Linked DNA regions of Mus musculus: region 1 is linked to region 2. Evidence: chromatin contacts called from public HiChIP or PLAC-seq data. All regions are on one chromosome and are shown on one strand. The core of a region is the stretch at or near the end of the contact, and the rest is flanking DNA. Distances in the headings are between cores, read along the strand shown. Region 1 holds the start of Slc25a22 (solute carrier family 25 (mitochondrial carrier, glutamate), member 22). Region 2 has its middle 12 kb from the start of B4galnt4.

Evidence for each region. HiChIP or PLAC-seq counts read pairs in DNA pulled down with a chosen protein or histone mark.
Region 1: a FOXA1 HiChIP or PLAC-seq map of pancreatic cancer cells shows a contact between it and region 2. The contact joins the promoter of Slc25a22 here to the enhancer-like site in region 2. A contact is called at or near these places in 2 of 39 promoter capture datasets (liver and pre-B cells), 1 of 115 datasets of contacts at active chromatin or transcription factors (pancreatic cancer cells) and 2 of 9 other capture datasets (adipose tissue and liver).

What each region holds. Positions count from the first base shown.
Region 1 is chr7:141,436,590-141,440,870 of GRCm38.p6, forward strand. It overlaps Slc25a22 (solute carrier family 25 (mitochondrial carrier, glutamate), member 22), which reads right to left and starts at 1,285. Exons shown (of 10, transcript NM_026646.3): 1 at 980-1,285. It overlaps Pidd1 (p53 induced death domain protein 1), which reads right to left. Exons shown (of 16, transcript NM_022654.2): 8 at 4,097-4,276; 9 at 3,869-4,016; 10 at 3,642-3,777; 11 at 3,414-3,564; 12 at 3,203-3,326; 13 at 2,982-3,100; 14 at 2,789-2,902; 15 at 2,489-2,688; 16 at 1,524-2,258. The coding sequence ends at 2,000.
Region 2 is chr7:141,046,730-141,051,329 of GRCm38.p6, forward strand. No RefSeq gene overlaps it. Among named protein-coding and RNA genes, the nearest start is that of B4galnt4, 12 kb to the right of the region's middle. Within about 2 kb of position 1,677, at least 297 of the 459 cell types and tissues checked have an H3K27ac peak or open chromatin away from gene starts, as enhancers often do. A contact at or near this core is called in adipose tissue, liver, pancreatic cancer cells and 1 more, where this site is marked.

The sequences.
Region 1 (4,281 bases), core at 35-2,534, 390 kb after region 2:
CACATGTCAGGGCTCCCTCGATGCTGTCTATGTTACCATAGAAACCTGATTGTCCAGTCAGGCCACTGAGGATCCAGAGCTTTCTGCCTTCTTCCCCTGTCAGGCCACAGGCCAACTGAGAAAAGCCCCGTTAGCATACAGAGGCTAACAGCTCCATACAGTTTCTTCCTCAATTTTCATGAATAAAGCTGCCTGTTTCCTACCTAAAAGAAATGCTGGTGACACTGGAGGCTCCCTCCTTTAATCCCAGCCCTCTGAGGCAGAGGCAGGTGGCTGTCTGTGAGTTCAAAGACAACTTGGTCTATAGAGAATTCCAGAACAACTAGCTCCACATAGAGAGACCCTGTCTGGAAGAAAGAAGGGGGGGGGGGGAAGAGAAGGGAGAGAGAGAGACTGGACTGGGGTTGAGCCTCACCACTTGAGTGCCCTTCCCCCAATCCAGTCTCCCTTGCCCCTTCCTCTTAGGGAGGTTAGCTTTGTCTTGCTAGCTAGGAGGACCACAAAGAGGTTTCCCACAGAAAGGTACTCCAGCTGTCCTACAAAGGAAAAGCAGTATGGGGCACATCCTCTGTTCCAGGCCAGATCATGCCCTTTACCCCAAGGTCCGGGCTCAGCTGGCCTCGTTATCTCCAGACAGACAACGCGGACTCTGACCATATACGTGCCCACGCAAGTCCAGTGGGCTCTCACGTGTGCAGCACCCCCCACCCCTGGCAGAAATAACTCCAGCCTCGGCTCTGGAGCGTCCACACTGCTGGGACACGTGTGCGCGGGGAGCGCGCCCGGCAGAGCCGGGACCGAGCACGGCCTTCCACACCCGGAGACAGCCGGTCGATGTACCCATTAGGTTCAGGCTCCGCCAAAGCCGCAGTGTCTGAGCAGATGTCACCTCTCCCAGCCACCAATGCCACCCTTTTTCCTCCCTGCAACCCAGCCAGATTTGAGTGGGCGCCACGGGAAATGACCGGCTAGCACTCACCACACTGCAGCCGCCGGGATCGCTTCCCCGCTGTGCCGCGCGCGGGGCCTGCACCTAGGCGGGGAGGCGCGTCTCTCGGAGGCGCGCCCGCTCCGCCCTAAGTTTTTGCTGCCTTCGGCTCCCCCTCCCGGCCGGCGTGGCCACTACCACAGCCTCAGGCCACCCTTGAGGGAGTGGGCTTTCTGGCGTATCCCTAGGCCCTCCTTGTTCCTATCTCAAAGCCCTGAAAGACTGAGAATAGGTAGGAGGGAAGCATGGGGATGGGACGGTCTGGGGAAGGTTTGGTCCCGGAGCTTTAGGAGAGATGCTCCTTAGACACCGCCCATAAGACTCTGGTGGGCAGGGCTTATGCAGCATTCTGTCACAGATGACTTTGTATCCTTACCTGCTGCAGGGTTACTATGTAGAATAGTTCCTCCCCACCCCTGGGGAATATTACTCATCAGTGCCTAGAGATGGCTCACTGAGCAAAGGTGTTTGCAACCAAGCCGAGTGACCCCGAGTTCATTCACATAGACGGGGGAGAATGATCTCTGCAAAGGTATTCTGTCTCACACACACAATAAATAGCTTTTATTTTATTTGTATGGATGTTTTGCCTGCATACTTGTCTGCACACATGTGTGCCTGGTGTCTGTGGGGGCCAGAGGAAGGGGCTGACCCTTCAGAACTGGAGTTACAGATTGTCATGAGCCATCAGGTAGGTAGAGGAAACAAACTAGGTTCCCTGAAGGAGCAGCTAGTGTTGTTAACTACTGAGCCATCTCTCCCTCCAGGCCTTCTCTGCTCCCATCTTAGCAGAAGGGCCTGGCATGGTAGCAAGTATGGGCAACCTGCTCTCTATCCTTTATGTAAAACAATCTCTGAGATGTACTCACTGTGAGTTGGAGGCTAGCTTGGGCTAGACAGTGAGTGGGTTTTTGTATGCTGGGGCACTGGAGCACACGGGTGAGGTAGAAGGATAGGGCTCTGCCCACTGGTCGAGTCAAGTTTAAAGCTATCTTAATTAAGTCTGTAAGCCTAGGCCTGTGCAGACTCTGGAGTCTGTGAAGCCGAGGTGCCAGGCAGAGTAGAATCCTCAGGGGCCAGCCCTGTGCGTCGAATGCTGTCCTGGTACTTGTGGCGGCCAAGCTCCAAGATGGCACGCACCTCTTCAGCCACATCCCGCCGATCACTCTGTTCCAAGGCCTGTACCAGGTGTCCCACAGCTCCAGGCTGTCCAGTCTGGCGCTCAGCCCAAGAGAAGAGCATGTGTCGGACCTGGCCATCCAGGTCATCCCTGGAGGGGTGGTGATGAAGACGTTTGCCCAGGAACACACACAGAGGCTCAACATACCTCAAAAGTTCCTTGGGCTAGTGACCAGACCCTCCTTTTCCAGGCTGGTATTTGCTCTATCCCCACCTCCTTGAAATCTTTCAGCTAATGTGCAGGGGTGGAGGGTGGGGGAGATGTCAGCCTTGAACCTGAAGCTGGGAGTCAGCAGGATCACTAGAACTCCTGAAGCTCACCTGAATTCATGCCGGATACGCTGTAGCTTATGGTAGGGCATGCCTAGGTGCAGGGCCACAGCTGGCCAGTCAGGACCTAGGCGTGAGGCCACACTCAGCAGGTTGCTCTGAGTCAGGAATCCAGTTTCTGCATCACCCAGGTTCAGAGGCATCAAGGAGAAGTCAGTCCCCTGCCCACTCCCCTGGGCACCCCGGAGTCTCTGTCAGGAGGCAAGGATACAGAAAGCTTGGACCCATTCTCTTATCTTTGGTCACCCTGGGACTGTCTCCTCTTGTCAGCTGAAGCCTCTGCAGCCTCACCGGTAGCTTGATGGGCAAGGTGGCCATCCACAGTGCATCTGTACCCTTCCTCTGCCGGGCAGCCTCTGCCTCTGCAGGTACCTCCACAGGAAGTGAACCCCGATAAAAGGACACCTGAGGAAGGAGCATGCGGGGTTCAGAGCTGACCTCGGATCCAGGCACCTCAGTCCAGGATCCTGACACATGAGCCCACCTGTCCTCGAACATCCTGAGCTTCCCGGTCCAAGGCTGTGGTGATGTATACCTCCTTTACGTTCTTCAGGTGTGAATAGAAGACAAAGCAGATTCTGCCATCCACACAGTCTGGACGGTCTGGTGGGGGGGGCGGGGGGTTGGGGGAGGCAGGGGGGAGAAGCAAATCAGTAGGAGGGGCCAAAGTGTCACTCCCCAGGGCACCCTGGAAAAGAGACCTACCTGCATCTACATCAATGCCCCGCTCAAAGGCTGCAAAGAACTTCTCACCCTCAAACATCTCCACAGTCTCAGAGGGTTCAGGGCCACGGTAGCGAACCAGCAGCCGACTCAGGGTGGCATCTACCTGTGGGGCACCCACCAGGGATCAGAGGCCAAAGCTTTGTACCCAGCCTGGCCTTCAGGTCACCCCTCTGTCTTCCTGCTGCCCCACCTTGTTCCGTGGCAGGCACTGCAGCAGAACCTGCTCAGGGTCTCGGCGCCTCTGCAGTGCAATGAGATTCACACGGTGCAGTCGCAGCCGTTCCCAGGCCTTCCGGGCCAGGCCCCCCACACAGGTTTTGGTGGTATACCAGAGCCAGTACCTGGAAGTGCCAGAGTTGAGGTGTGGCCATACAGAGGAAGGGCAGAAGGGGTCCTGCGGAAGCTAGGGGACACTGACCAGGAGAAGTGCGTGACCTGGAAGCGTGCATACAGGTGGGTGAATTCCAGTGCCACCTGAGTGGTGATATCATCCCAGGTGGTTGTCAGGGGTGTTCGGTAGAGCAGATGCAGGTGGGAGCGGTCTAGACTGAAGCCTGGATGGAAAATGACAGAAGGCTGAAGCCCCTCTGAATGCTATTCCCCCCTCTAAGCACCCACCTTTAGTCCTGTGGCGTGCAGCTTCACCTGTAACGCCAGGAGGCAGGGGCAACTGCACAGTGACAGGTTGTAGGAAGCTGGGGGGGCCGCTCTGTGAAAGGCACAGCAGAGGGCTTACTGATGCCTCTGATTCTTCCAGAAGGGTTCTCAGCTCTAGTCCAGCCATATGCACTACCTAGACAGAGAACCATTTCAGTGCCCTCCTGTCTGCTGAGGCACCACCTCCCGCCACCCTTGGTACTACCCTGTCAATACCTGCATGGAGACTTGCCGAGGCTCTTCTGTAACCCCAGGGGGAAAAGTGACTCTGACCCCAGGATGACCTGAGGAGCAGAGAAGTGCTCCCTCTGGTGGCAAAAGGCAAGTGTTGGATACTGGGCGTAAAACGACCAGGAACCAGGAGAAGTGGGGCACCTGGCAGCGAGCCCAGAGCCTCTGGA
Region 2 (4,600 bases), core at 427-2,926:
ACCATGAGCCTGTGGCCAAGAGAAGCTCCCACTGAGGACACACGAAGAACAGAGCAAGATTCAGTTGGCAAATAATGGGTCACTTATCTGGTTGTTAATAGCCTAGCAGGGTTATAATAATTCCAGAACCTGCGTAGCTTAGGCTTGCAGCTTGTCAATAAATTCTGATACCTCTGAGCTGTTTACTCCGGAGCTAAATGGGAGGGAGTGGGGCAGAAATCCCCAAATGCTGGAATTCAATGTGTCTATTGCCACACCCTCTTTGTGCTGTCATGACGATCATACCAAGGGCCTGGTGCATGGTAGGCAAGCCATTGAGACAAAGAACCACAAGTCTGTGAAAGCAAAAGACATAGACTCTCGATTGTGAATAGTGGTGGTAAGCTCTAAGGCTGGCACCAAGAGATAGGGGGTGACTTGTTAGTGGAAGATAAAGGCTGCTGCAAAGAGTGTGCTAACGCTAACTAGCTTTAGTTAGTTTTGTGGCCACAACAGTTTTCTGCTTCAGTGTGCGAAGGATATGGTTCCCAAGAGACACTGTGGTTTCCTGCCTGCAAGGAAAGAGGCCAGAGAGTCCTTTCTGAAGTTACAGCCCTGGAGAGGCCTAAGTCTGAAACAACTCCCATCCCAGCCCCCCTGTGGGAGCCACCACATCTCCAACTGCAAGGGCTTCCGGTCTGATATATGGACCCCACCCGACTCCAAGTTAACAGGGAGTTTGCCAGGTCCTTGGAAGGTGTCAGAAGACAAGAATCTTTGAGTGAGAGCCAAAAGATGTGGCTCCCCCCAACCCCAAGAGGAGTGAGCACCTAACTACATGTCACAGTCCTTCAAAGGGCAGGCAGAGTCTCTTAGGCCAAGGGCAGAAGTTGGGTCCGGACAAACAGAGTGGACATTCTTCCTGGGAGAAAAAGGGTGGCGCTGCCTCCTGTACTCTGGGCCCTTCTTTCTTTCTCTGTAGAGTTAGCGCTCCAGAAGCCTTCACCCCTAGACCTAGCCCTGGATCTCTCTCGACCTCTTCCCAGCTTCTATGCTGTACTCCCCACAGTCCCAGGCCTCTTTCTGCTCCTCCCCATCTTCAGGGATTTCCCCGCCCCTGCCCCCCCCCCCCCCCCCCCCCGCCGTCATCGCTTGGTTACCTACCCCCATTCTCTAAGATCTCCTTCCCTCAACCCCCATTGGCTTGGTCCCCTTCCCAACTAGCTCCACCCTGTAGGCACTGTCACTTCTCGGAAGAGAGGAGGCAGGAAGCTGGGAAGCAGCCAGTCTTCTGTCCTCCCACGTCCCTGCATACCCGGGTGCACTACAGCTCTCCAACTCCAGCTTTCACCCACCCCGCCCTTATCCAAACGGGTTTGCTCCCTGTGTGCCCCTTCCTTGCCTCCGTGTGTTCCCCACACATTCCCACGCACCCCTTCTTTGACCTACAGCGCAATTTTCAGAATGCCACGTTCTCCCATCCCCCTGCCCTCCCGCCCCACGGACCCTGTCCCTTCCTGCTGCCTGGAGACTAGGAACTTCTGCACTCGAGGATACTATAGACATAGCCTCCCGATATTGTTCACCAGGCGCCAAGCACATCAGAAAATGTGCCACCCATTCCCAACACCTCTTCAGAGCATTCTGGCTTCCTAAGCGTAGATCCTGTCCCGGGGCGAGGACCTGAGCACTTCAGGGTCCAAATAGCAGTCTACGGCGCCACCTGGTGGCCATTCTAACAACACGGAATTCATGGGCAGAGGGGCGTAGCCCAGCGGCGGGAACAGTCGGCGGGGGTGGAGGGGAGGGGCAGGTGAAATTACTCAATTTCAAGGAGGGGCTGCCCCAGTAGCTGTCCCTTTCAGTTCCACAGGACTCCAGGCCCCCGAGTTTCATCCAAATGTCCATTTTACTTCTCTTCCAAATGTCAGGCATTCCTGGTTATACTGAAGCCAAAAGCCAGGAACAGTAATTGAAAGATAGGTAGAAATGCAACATGGAGGAAGAGAAGTCAGGGTCCTGCTGGCCCTAGGGTCCGGAGCAGAGTGTAAGGAGCTTAGGGATGGAGAGGATGTAGCCACAGGCAGTTTGGGCACCCCATCCCCACCCCACCCCCGCAAACCTACTCATCTCCAGAAAAAGAGACCCACTAGTTAGGTACAAAACAGAGAAATGGGGCCAGTGGCAGGTTCTAGGCCAGAAAAGGCCCAAAGATGAGCCAAAATGCCTAAATCAAGAACTCAGAAAAACAACGCTCATACACATTATGTCAAAGCAATACAGAACCCAGACAAAAGAGCCCTCTTGTGGTCAAAGCTGAACAATTGCAACAACAAAGATAAGCAAAGGGTGTGTGTTGGAATAGCCAAAAGTATGAAATTAGTATCCCAGAGTCCAGCCCGTGTGACTAAATCAATGGATGGCAATGAGGCTCTCACAAAGAATCCTACACCGAAGCAGCGCAGGTTCCAGCTGAGGCTTTAAACCTCCACTCTTCCTGTTCCTTTCCCAGAGCTAAGCAGAGGTGACCATCCTGAAGAGGCACAACAAACACAGTGCAGTATCAACATCAGCAGTCCTGAGCCACGGAGCAGAACAGATTGACAGTGAGGACTCCAAAGGTGACCTGGGGACATTGCCCAAGCCCCCTGTCTCAGTCCCACCCTGAGGAAAATTATGGGCAGCCCTGGGTGGAGGAAAGCCCTAGTACAGACTGACCTGCCATGCTTTTAACCACCTGAGTCATCAGAGACAGGTTGTCATTGCCTGAGGAGTTGTGGTGACTCAGAGTTATGGAAGAGCCTAGACAGATATCTGGGGCAGAGGAGAACATGGGGAAATATGAAGAAACTGGGGAATATGAATAGACCCATGGACTTCGGTTAAAAATAGTGCATCAGCTTGGGAGTCAGCACGGGTGTCAGTCAGGGCATTGGCTGCACAAGCATGAAGCCCTAAAAGCCAGGCCTGTAACCTGAGCTCTGAGGGGGTGGGAGGCAAAAACTGAAGGATGGCTGGGGCTCCATGGCTAGTCAGACTAACAAACAAACAAACAAACAAAACCAAACAAACCCCAGCAGCCTCCAGGTTCACAAAGAGATCAGGAGAAAAAGACAAAAATGACAGAGAAAGACACTTGATGTCTTCCCTTGGCTCTATGTCTGAGAATGCATGCACTCATACATACCACATGCACACACATACACATCACATGCACATACATGTACCATATGCATACACCACACACAGAGTAATGCATGAATATTACAGCAACAAATACATCACAGGAAAGCAAAACTGGCTTCATACTGCGTATTATGTGTTTGGGATTTCTATACATATAATACTGTTCGTAAAATCGTTACTGTTGGGGGGTGGTCTATGTGGTTGGGGGGCTGGCTATGCTGGGGTTACAAGTGTGGACTACCCTTTGCCTTGATTCCATTGTTCTTGAAAACAGATTTATTTATTTAATCTATATGAGTACACTCTCTTCAGACACCAGAAGAGGGCGTCAGATCCCATTACAGATGGTTGTGAGCCACCATGTGGTTGCTGGGAATTGAACCCAGGTCCTTTGGAAGTGCAGTCAGTGCTCTTAACCGCTGAGCCATCTCTCCAGCCCTTGATTCCATTTTTTTTTTTAATTATTGTCTTGTTTTGTTTTATTTTTCAAGACAGGATTTCTGTATGTAACAGAACCATTGGCTGTCCTGGACTCACTCTGTAGACCAGTCTGGCCTGAAATTCAAGAGATCTGCCTGCCTCTGCCTCCTAAAGGCTGGGATTAAAGGTGTGAGACACCACAACCATCCTTTTTTTTTTTTTTGAGACAAGTTCTTACCATGTAGACTAGGCTGGCTGTACTGGCTGGTTATCAGTGTCGACTTGACACAAGTCTATCAGAGAAAAAGGAGGCTCAGTTGAGAAAAATCCCTCTGTAAGATCCAGTTGTAAGGCATTTTCTCAATTAGTGATTGATGGGGAAGGGTCCAGCCCATTGTGGGCGGTGTCACCCCTTTGCTGATGGTCCAGGGCTCTACAAGAAGTCAGCTGAGTAAACCATGGAAAGTAAGCCACGGGAAACAAGCAGTTAACCAGCATCCTTCCATGGCCTCTGCATCAGCTCCTGCCTCCAGGTTCCAGTCTTGTTTGAGTCCCTGTCCTGATTTTCTCCAGTAATGGACTATGATCTGGAAGTGTAAGCCAAATCAACCCTTTTCCTCCCAACTAGATTTTTGGTAACGGTGCTTTCATCACTTCATCACGGTAACAGAAACCCTAAGACACTGGCCTTGAACGCACAGACATCCATCTGCCTCCGCCTCCCAGGGTCTGAAATCAAAGGCATGCACCACCACACTCAGTTCTCAGTTCTAGTTTGTAAACTGCTATACAAATAAATTTTGTGTTTGTTTACCCAACCCTCCCCTGACTGGGCTCCGGGAAACATGGAAGCCCCTCCCAATTCACAGGGCTCCGAGACTGATTGACAAGGGGTTTTGGAAAGTCCTTGGAGCGCTGGTAATGCTGCCAATGAAGTGGAACTCCAGCAAGGCAGGGCCAAAGGGCCTTCACCGCTAAAGATAAGTGAGGATGATGATCACACTGGGCAGTGGTT